2 separate regions of the Mus musculus genome follow, and region 1 is linked to region 2. The links are chromatin contacts, called in public HiChIP or PLAC-seq maps. All regions are on one chromosome and are shown on one strand. Each heading gives the region's core, a stretch centred on a gene start, on an enhancer-like site or on the middle of the called end of the contact. The rest is flanking DNA. Distances are from core to core; before and after follow the strand shown. Region 1 overlaps Pparg (peroxisome proliferator activated receptor gamma). Region 2 overlaps Syn2 (synapsin II).

What was found. HiChIP or PLAC-seq counts read pairs in DNA pulled down with a chosen protein or histone mark.
Region 1: an SMC1A HiChIP or PLAC-seq map of the NIH/3T3 cell line shows a contact between it and region 2, with 2.3 times the contacts expected there. The contact joins two enhancer-like sites. A contact is called at or near these places in 1 of 15 datasets of contacts at CTCF or cohesin (the NIH/3T3 cell line), 2 of 484 Hi-C or Micro-C datasets (liver and peritoneal macrophages), 3 of 115 datasets of contacts at active chromatin or transcription factors (bone marrow-derived dendritic cells, extraembryonic endoderm stem cells and pancreatic cancer cells) and 4 of 9 other capture datasets (adipose tissue, bone marrow-derived macrophages, liver and 1 more).

What each region holds. Positions count from the first base shown.
Region 1 is chr6:115,386,824-115,391,870 of GRCm38.p6, reverse strand. All of the region lies in intron 2 of Pparg (peroxisome proliferator activated receptor gamma), which reads right to left. Among named protein-coding and RNA genes, the nearest start is that of Pparg, 27 kb to the right of the region's middle. Within about 2 kb of position 1,375, at least 13 of the 459 cell types and tissues checked have an H3K27ac peak or open chromatin away from gene starts, as enhancers often do. A contact at or near this core is called in the NIH/3T3 cell line and adipose tissue, where this site is marked.
Region 2 is chr6:115,267,655-115,272,855 of GRCm38.p6, reverse strand. The region is part of intron 10 of Syn2 (synapsin II); the gene reads right to left. Among named protein-coding and RNA genes, the nearest start is that of Timp4, 18 kb to the right of the region's middle. Within about 2 kb of position 2,680, at least 38 of the 459 cell types and tissues checked have an H3K27ac peak or open chromatin away from gene starts, as enhancers often do. A contact at or near this core is called in the NIH/3T3 cell line and adipose tissue, where this site is marked.

The DNA of each region.
Region 1 (5,047 bases), core at 126-2,625, 120 kb before region 2:
GCCTGGAAGATAAAACGTGGGTTTACATAATAGTATGGCTTGGCATGATGATTGTAAAACTACCCCACATCTATGACTTAAGGAGAATTGTCACCTTAGTTTAGCACATACTAGTTGCCACTCTCCCAGGCTGATTGTTCTTCAGCAAGATGTGAATCTCAGGGCTGAGTGCTGTGTCAGGCTCAGGGACTCTCATTTGTAAAAGAGTACAAGGTGAGTGAATACAAGGCAGTTTACTCTGGCAATGTACAGTAGTGCCAAGACCTCCAACATCTCCCGTCTTTCCATGTTGGTGTGTAACAATAATTAGAATGAAAAATGAAGTTAATATTTTTTCCTGAGTAATGATTATTAAAGAGATACTGAAGAGTTTCATGAATTCTTTGAACTCCTATCATGCAGATAAATAGTTAAACAAATAAGTTGCTTGAGGGGGGGGTTAGGTTTATTTTGGTTTTGGTGCTTAGGGACTGGACCTCATGCATGCTAAGCATGGATTCTACCACTGAACAGCACATGTATCCCAAGTTCCTAAATAAACTGTGTGTGTTTCTTATTGTGTGGTATTATTTCACTATGAGGTCCAAGGTTGAAAGTCAAATGCAGATATATGTAAATAATCTTAACAAACATCTTGCTCTTGCCACAGATGAGTCCCAAAGGCAAGGCACCCAGATATAAGCCTATAAATTTTTAATTACTGCAAGTTTACTATCATTATGAAAGAAATAGATAAAAATATTTTAAAGAACAAGGCCCACAAAACCAAAAGGAGACAAAAGTGCTCGGCTTTAATTTGTAATACTTAAGGAGAGACTCAGGAATAAGAATGCATCTTCCTCTAAGTAAATAAATTTCTAAGAGTTTTTAAACAATATGTCTTCAGAAAAAAGGTATGTTCTAGAAAAGAATCCTTGTTGTAAACAGAATTCCTCTGAACTTGGGATAATGTGTCAACTTTCATGAAAATCCTACTGTTTTCAAGATTGGCTTGACTTATCAGTGTGTAGGAGGTTATGGTGTCAACAGTATAGAGTGAATTGACTTATTTCTGGTTTTATTTCTCTGGGGGTGGGAGGAGTGAAAGTCATGATTATGGTAATACTCTAAGAACAATCCGGTTATAGTTTCTAAGTTTTCCACAAATGTGTCCTTACTTGAGTCTCTAAATAAACACCTTCCTATTCAACAGATAAAGAAACTGAGGCCTGAAGTCTTTGAGAACTAGCCAATTTTCTGAAAAGACCATAGTTGTTGATTCCTCAGGCAATGCATTTTTCTGGAATTATATAGTAAGTTCTAGAGGTCAGTTAGTAAAAAGCTGAGTATAAGGCGTATCCATGGTACAAGGAAAGGCATTCTCACTGCATGTAATTACACTACTCCCCAGTAACAATCCTTATAGTTCCAGTGAAAGTAACCAAAACAGACCTTGTGGTTTATTAGTCATGCTAAATTTCTCTGGATATTTATTGTAGAAAACTAGCAAAACTAGATCTTGTCAATTGAATTTAAACCTCAGCAGTCACTTCTGGATACAGAAGTGCTTCATTTTTACCATGCTCTCTGGAAGAAATTCAATAACACATTGTTAATACTCGCCTCATACAAAATGATTTCAAAGCTCCATGGGAATTTAGATTTGCACAAGTTATTAGGATGTGACCTTTCCCTTAGATTTCTTATTTTAGGATCAAGTTAACATGGTATTTCCCCAGTGGGAGCTGTTGTACTTCCTTCGCAGATAAGCAATCACAAATTATAGTGAGTAAACTCAGGGAAATCTATATTATTGTGATGCAGATGAAAATGAAATCTTAAAAGGAGCCCACACAACATGTTCTTGGATTTGAAAGGAAAAAGTCATGTGGCTTGCTAACAAAAGAAAACAAAACTCATGCCATTATGGTATTTCCCCGAAATTTATTCCTAATTGTTTCTTGTCCTGGCTACTAAGCCTTGTGACTTTTAAGGTTTATTAAAGATGTTTACGTCACTTAATCTCCTCTGTCCTGCCAAGGAGTATAAAAGGTTAAAAACATCAAATAATTTAAATGATTTCAGATCATAAGAACCAGAGAACAAGGAGTTCATAAGCTTAAAGGAAAAAAATAACTAAAATAAAACGAGAGATGTCACTGCTGTTTCCCTTTAGTCCCATGGAATAACAGTAGCTCTTATATACAACTGTGTGTCATTTGGCAGGAACCAAAGGACAGGCATGCACATACATAATACTCATTTTTATTTTTTAAAGATAAATAAAATAAGGGACAGAGGATAGTGAAAAGACTTATCCCTTAAAAGAGTTAACAATAAAAGGGAATTTCATCCATAATCTATTTTTTCCTGTTCATTTTAATACATTTAAACTATAAATGTTTTTGTCTTAAAATTTCCTCATATCTTTTCTTAACCCTAAAATTATTCTTTCAAATACTAAACATAAATTGAAAATAGTTGATTCTTTAAGGTACCAGGATCCTATCCCCTTAAAATAGTTAATAATATTTTAAAAGATTTATTTATTTTTTATTTTATGTGTATACATGTTTTGCCTGTATGTATGTATGTATGTATGTATGTATGTATGTATGTATGTATGTGTACTGTGTGTGTGCCTAGTACCTAACAAGGCCAGAAGAGGGCATTGGATTCCCTGGAACAGGAGTTGGAGACTATGTAAGGTACCATGTGGGTGCTAGGAATTGAACTCTTAACCATTGAGCAATCTCTCCAGTCCCCAATAATACTTTTTTCATTGACAAAAAAAAATATTTTTGAGACATCATCTCCCTATGCTCAAGATGGCCTTGAACTTGAGATCTTACTGTCTCAGCCTGCTAAGTGCTAGGATTACAGACCTGTATTATCACATTTCACTAAAATAAATATAATTTCAAAGTTGGGTTGTATTCTACTTTGTTAGACCTACATTTTCGGAAGCTGCTATTCATCCTTCTTAGTCACAGTACATGGACTCAGTCATCAGCACATATATCAGTGCTATAATTTATTTAAGTTTGTACAGCCACAGGAAACAGTCTTTGCTATAAAGTAGACTATTGCTTTTATTGGTTGGTAGGGTTGTTTGTTTGACTCTAAGAATGGGGCCCCAGTGCTGTACCTACTAAGACAACACACTACTCTACCACTTCAGAAACATCTCCAAGCCTGACGTTTTTAAAAAAGAAAAACAATAAGAACAACAAAATCACTTGTGTTATATTATTCCTAAACACCTGGCAAGCTCTGTACTCCCCTCATTCTCCACTACCCCAAATCACAAGTTACGCAGGTAAATGCTAATTCATTTACACAAGCTGGTTATGGTGACACATGGGCCTGCAGTCCTAGTATTTATAAGGTGAAGAACAAAGAAAAGGGAAGTCATTTGAACTTTTTTGTTCATTTGTTACTAGAGTACCTTAACAAAGCAAGAACAATATAATTACTCAAGTACTTCCACTAACAAATTCTTAACTGAAGAAGACAACCTTGAAAATTAAATAAATAGGTGCCAGAACATATATGATATATAATAGCATAAGCAGTTATATCATCAAAAAAAAATCAAAACAAACACACAAACAAATTGGATAGCACTTAAAACCTGGCTTAGTAAATTAGGTAATGTCATTAAGGTCACTACAATGAAGAGTCTTGTTACCATGGCAATACATGGAAAGTCAGGCAGTGACTAGAGAAAATGGAAATGTTTGAGCAACTGTAAGACCAGTCAAGCAGGACGTGTAAGTGGATGCCTTATAAGAACTAGGAAAACTATGGGAGAAAAGTTTTTGTGTGATGGTGATAGTTTATTTTAAACATATTTTCACAGCCTTTTAAGAATAAAAGTGTTTTAGAAGGAACTGACAAGAGGAACAAAGGAGACAAATGAATGAATGTACATTGTATTTGTGTTTGAAAGCCCTGTGATGACACTCATTCTTGGGGGGCGGGGGGAGGTGGTACACAGGCCTGAAATTCCAGAACTTTGGTCGTGAGGCAAGAGGATTGCCACAAGTATAAAGACAGCTTGAACTATATAGTAAGTTCTAGACTTGTATAGAGTATATGGAATCATGTCTCACAAAACCCAAAAGAGCTAGAGATGTGGTTAATGGTACAGACATTTGCTGCTCTTCCAGAACACCTAAGTTCAGATCCCAGCACCCAAGCAGGCCACGGCTGTCAAGCTCCAGGGACCCAACAACTCTGGTTTCCACATGCATACCTAAATGTAATTAAAGTTAATAAAAATGAGTCTTAAAAAATACAAATGAGAAAAGAGAAGACTGTAAGTCTTTACTGCAACTCTGTGTAGACTTATGAGTCTGGAAAGCCCTGGGTCTAATCCCCAGGACAATCAAGTTAAGAAAAAGAAGAAAAAAATAAAACAAAACACACTCATTAGCTAAAATCCAAAGTAATTTGTTTTAGCTTTACATACTGTTGTGAACATACCAATTGTTCACTCTTAAGATTTCAATGTCATATATGATCTGTATTTCAACCCTGAGGTCAGCTAGGCAGAGCTGTGTACCAAGCCCCTATACTGCCTACATTGCATAAAGAAACCTATGAAGATTGCTTTGTCCTATTAGCAATTTACAGAACTGTAGTCTGCTCTACCCAGTATAACTAGAGTTAAATGGCTGTCATAAAATCCCTGGGACCGAACAAGTTCAGATATCTTTAATCAACAGACACTCTTTTCTTCCTTACCACCAGTTAACATATTTCTTACAGGGGCTTTTCTTCTTTGTTTAGATTCGTCTGCTTTAGTTGTAAATTAACCTACAAGCAACTCATTGGGTTTTTCTTTGAACTTCATAATTTATGGCACAGGGGCCATTTAAACCGTCAGCTAGCAAGTTATGTTCAGAAAATCATCCCTAGGTTTAAAAATGAAACCTTCCCAAGAGTAAAAGGCACCATAGCCTTTCCTGGAATGTGACTATTGAAGATGCCTATAATTTCCTTTTTCTATTATGGCAACAATACATAAATTTACCATGTTAACTATTTTCACTTGCTTTAAGTT
Region 2 (5,201 bases), core at 1,431-3,930:
CCTACGCCACTCATGCATCAGGGTCCCTCTAAACTAGCTTCCTAATCCTCCCCACTCATCTCTCCAATCTTTGTTCCCTATGGCCACTGTTCCCCTCTTAAAACTTCTCCCTAGACATGCCACTTAATTCTCCTGAAATTTCCCGAGTGTTTACTGTGTCCCACGTAAATGGGCCTTTATGTGACCTGTCCTTTACACCTCACAATGCTGTATGTAGTAGAAGATGTTATACCAAGATTCCCAGTTGCTCCAGCACAGTGGAACTAACCTTTCTAGCCTTCAGTTCCCCACATGTCCTAAAAGAATGCATGCCTTCTGGTCCCAACCTTATTGATAGTCTCTTTCCGAGGTCATGTGAAGCATCTAGACTGGTGCTTGCCAGTGCTCTCCCTCAGGCCTCACAGGAGGCACCCACCATGCAGGCTGACCCTGGCTCTCCTCAGTCACAGAAATACACACGTGAGACATTCAAGGATAAAATGAGCCCCAAAGTGCCCTTCCCAAGGCTTTGGGGAGAGAGGCCAGAGCCTGGGAATGTGCCTTGGCTACCCTTGATGGCGCCTGAAGAGTTTCTCCTGTCCCTGGTTCCACTGAGGCTGGGGATGGAAGACTTCTCAGGGGCTGAGGAAGCCAGGAGGAGAGTCCCCTAGGACTGTCCCTTGCCAGGCTGAGACACTCTGGCTCCTCCCACAAGCCTGCTGTCTGCTAGGGGCTGAGGGCTTATTCCCTGTGGGGTTTGGCTACCACGGGATCTGTCTCCAGTCACCAAGAGCCTCCTGGGATGCTGAATTCCACAGAAGTCTGGCCACTCTGGCGTCACTGCCAAAATTTGGCATATAGCCAGCCCAAGGCAGGACCTCGTGGTCAGCCTGAGCAGCAGAGTTTCTCTCAGGAAGCTGGTTGACTCAAACAGGTAAGAATGTTTAGTCCAGCTCCCGTGGCCAGCTGCACACACACAGGGAGGAGGAAAAGAGCCTTTTAACTGCCTACAAAACAAAGCCCCGTGAAACCGAGCTTATGGAAAGACTGCAAGTGGCTGTCAGTCTGATACCACTGCCTAAACTAATGTGGCTGAAGGTGCATTTGTGTCTTAATGGGGGAGGGGAGCCCTCCCTTCTTGCTTGGTCAAGCCTCCTTAGAAAGCAGTCACCACGCTGGGCACCTCTTTGGAGGGGTCCATTGGTAGGGTCTGTGAAGAGATAGGGGTTGAGAGACTGGAAACACTTTCTTTATGAGATTTGACAAGTTACATCTCTGCATCTTGGCTTCCCCAAATGGTCAGACTACAAGGATTAAACGATGATGTGACCCTGGCAGCACCAGAGTTAGTGTCAATCATGTCAGTGGTAGCCTAGGTAACACTGACTGTCCCACTGTGAGAACTCTTCAACTAGCACCTAGAAAAACTCTGGCCAGAGATACTATATAGGGGATGCAAGTTGTCACAGGCAGATGAGTTCTGCTGGCTCCTTCGTCTCTAGGCTTCCACTAATTCTTTGTGCATTTGAGTTCTTTGGATGACAGAGGTAAGAGATAGCAGTGCAGTCTTGAGGCAAGAAAAGCCCCAGGGCTGCTGGGCCTGAACAGAGATATCCCGAAGGCATAGGGTTTGAGGGACTCCTCGGTGAGGAGAGCAAGCTGCCGCCCATAGAGGTTTGGTAGGCTAATTAATATCCTGCTCTGCTGGGTCTGTGGGGCTTTAGCAATCAAAGGGGCTGGGGGGCAGAAGAGATGAATGTCCCATGAAGCAGCTGGTGAAGTGACAGGTCAAGCATCTGGCTATCAATGGAGGAGAGCAAGTTTCCTCATACGGCACCACGAGTGCCCAGGTTTCCCTTTCTTTCCTTCCCCCTCACAGGCATACCAAAAAGCCCCGGTGCATGGTATTACACAGACCCTTCTGAGCTGGGGGTCAGATGGTCCAGCTCTTCTTAGCAGCCAGGTGACTCTGGATAGGTCATCTTCATTGTCTTTCCTGATATGTCAACACATAAAGAATTACAACCTCCATATCTCACATAAGAGTTTTGAGGCTTAAAAACATCAAATGAGCTTTATAAACTATAAAGTCCTAGCCAGTGAATAATATATGGTAACGCCATTGTTTTTGTTTAAATAAGAGTAAATCTACAGTGTGAGAACTACATGTATCAATGGAAAAGATATTGCTAACTAGTTTCCTGTCATCTTGTGCACACGGAGGGTAGTTCTTGTGTGGGGGATTTGGGGTTGGGTTAGACCATGCCTTCTCTCTATACATCACTGCCTTAGTTTGGGCAAGATCCACTCAATTGCAGATCACTGGCCTGAGAGAGAAACGTAGCCCATGAGGATCTATGGGGGTTTTGCTGAAGGTACATCTAATTTCCCACCCTGTGGCTTTTGTTAGACAGACTGGCAGAGGAGCTCCTATCTAAGTGAGGCCCCAACAGGATGGAAAGCTGAGGAAGGAAAGACATTGAGTGACTCAACTTTTGAGAATTGTTGGCTTAACACCAGCTGCCCCCACCAGGAGGAAGGCCTGTGCTTGCTCAGCATATCTGAGACAGGAAATTGGGAAAGGGTCCCAGGGTCTGGCCCCAGGAAAGGGGCCAGGCCAAGCTCCTTGCTGGCCACGCCACAGAACTATTCTGATCAGCTCCCCCAGGCCTTGCTTCCCCGGTCCAGTACTCCAGGGAGAATGAAGCAGCAGGAAGGAATGTGGTCAGGAGGTTGTAGAGCAAAGGGGACAGTATGTTTTCAGCACCTTGAGACCTTTCAGTTGCCACTGCCCCTTTCCTTCCTCTGCAAGGGTATAAAAGGTATCCAGGAATGAGATGATGCCCCTTCCTTCCCAGGGGAATTACTCTTGGGCAAAGACCACTGCCTGGATAGTGGCCCTTCCATAACCTGAGGACACCAGAAATGGTCCGTGGGGGCCACAAGTCCTATGGGGGCTCTGAGGATCAGGTCACCCTAGGTCAGAATGTCAGTTTTGAGTGATTAAAGATGTCCATGAAAGTAAAGACAATCCCAAAATAACTGGTTTCTCTTAATAGTTCGTTAAGGGATCTAGTCACTGGTGGCTTTATCTGAACCTGCCCCCAATCTCCTGGAGTTCTCAGCTTCTACTCACTGGGGAACACGTTCTCTCAAGCCGGGCCTGCTGTGGGAAGCAGGAAGGCCTTGGTTTGTCCTAACTTTACCTCTTAGAACAAGTGAAACAGTCCTGATATGGGATTGAAGGGATGGTTGTGCCTCTCCCTAATCGTCCAGCCCTGGAGGCTGTTCTCAGAGTGAAGAGATCCCCTCTCATCTTGGTCTCCTTGTACAAGTTCACAGAAAAATTTATCATATATGTATGAGTGTTTGCCTACATATATGTATGGGTGCCGTGTGCATGCTTGGGGCCCACAGAAGTTAGAGAAAAGTATCTTTAATCCTTGCAGATAGCTGTGAGCTAGGAACTAGAGGGGGCCCTCTGCCAGAGCAGCCAGTGCTCCTAAGCACTGAGCCATTGCTCCAACACCTCCCACCCCAGTCCTTTTATTCTAAGTTTTTCCCACTACCTCTCCCAGGTCTGGTGGTTACACTCAGCCTGGAGCACAGTACTCTAGTTCTGGAAGGTTCTGAGAGCTACTTGCCTCATCAGCCCCCACCCATCCTGTCACCACCTCCCCACCCAGTAAGTAGCTTATCCTGCTGAAATCTGAACATTAATGTGACAGTCACATGGTCCCGAGCAGCAGTTGCTGCTCTCAGTATCGGCGAGTTGATTCCTTAATACAAGGTCAAAGCCTGTCTTCCAGCAGATTTGCCTCTGGGACCATTTCTAATCCGTGACGGCATCAGAAAGCTAAAGACATTGAGTCATAGCCTTCTGGAAACAGCTGGTAGTCAACTGAAGCTCCTTTAGCTTATGTTGTTTGGTCTGAGACAGAGGTCCATGTATACTAAGCTAACATCAAATCTGCTGTATAGTGAAGGATGACCCAGAGCTTTTGATTCATATATCTCCACCGAAAGAAGGCTGAGATTACAAGGGAGCCACCACACCTGGCTTATGCCTATGCTGGAGACTGATCCCAAGGCACGCACGCTTGAGTCGTGGTATACAAGTACTCTGCCAGCTGAACTACATCCTCTGTTGCCACAGCTCTCTTACTTTTGTCCATAAAGTAGATGAGCCACAAGCCCCAACATCCTGGCCTCTCCTCTCAGTTGGAATCCATCCTGTTATATTACCACCCTTGGACTAGAAGCAACATTCAGTGTGTTTTCTGATCAGTTCAGGCAGTGAGAGAGAGAGAGCGAGCTTCACTTTTTCCCAGATGCACATCAATGCAGGTCAATGCTTCCCAAGGCCTGGTCTTAAACTTGGTCTCTATGGACCTCATCCACAAGCCAAACAGGGAGCTGGTAAAATATATAACAATGGGGTGCCAGAGAAAGACCAGGACCAGATTCACTGAATCAGCACCTGAAATTCTGGCCACCTGAAGGTGGGAGTCTAGGAAGCAGCTCCAGCTCTCCGCAGCCCCAGCTTCAGGCCTGTCTCAGATCCTGGTGATTCATCTCACACTTCTCAGGGGTTTCTCAATTGTCAAGCTGTTCTTGACATAGTCAGTGGTCCTGGGTACTAGGTTTTTCCTAAGCCCTAGAGATGGAAGCAGTAAGCAAGTTTCTACTCTAAATGACTGAGTATGTTTGGGGGATGGGACAGCAGGGGTACCAGGCAAAAGGCTAAGTATGAACCACAGAGGCTCTGCAATCATTGGCCACAAGGTGTCACTGCCACCCTGAGAACAGCATACCACTGTAGAGGTTTCATTGCATGGGACAGCCTGGAGGTTAATATTCCAGCCAGGCTGAGACCTAGTCATTGACAGCCAAATGGAGCTTTGTTGTTGACCGCTCGCTCTGCTTTTGGTGATGTGGTCAATGCCTCCCTGACTCTTGGGAGGATGCACAGTGGTTAGCTAGCTTATGTTTTCCAAGTCACAGTTCTGTCCTGGTCCTCTTCTATATTACTGGGCAAAGAGCAAATCATGGGGCTATGTGATTCAAGCTGTAAGTTCTTTCTCATTCAGCCTGTGGTTGCATGGTCACAAATGAAGCTAACAAGAGTGGCTTGGGTGAGGAGTGGCATACATGACACATGCAGGGGTTTGGCAGGAGATGTGACATGTAGGCTGGGACCCAGGCAATGATTCTTGATTTAT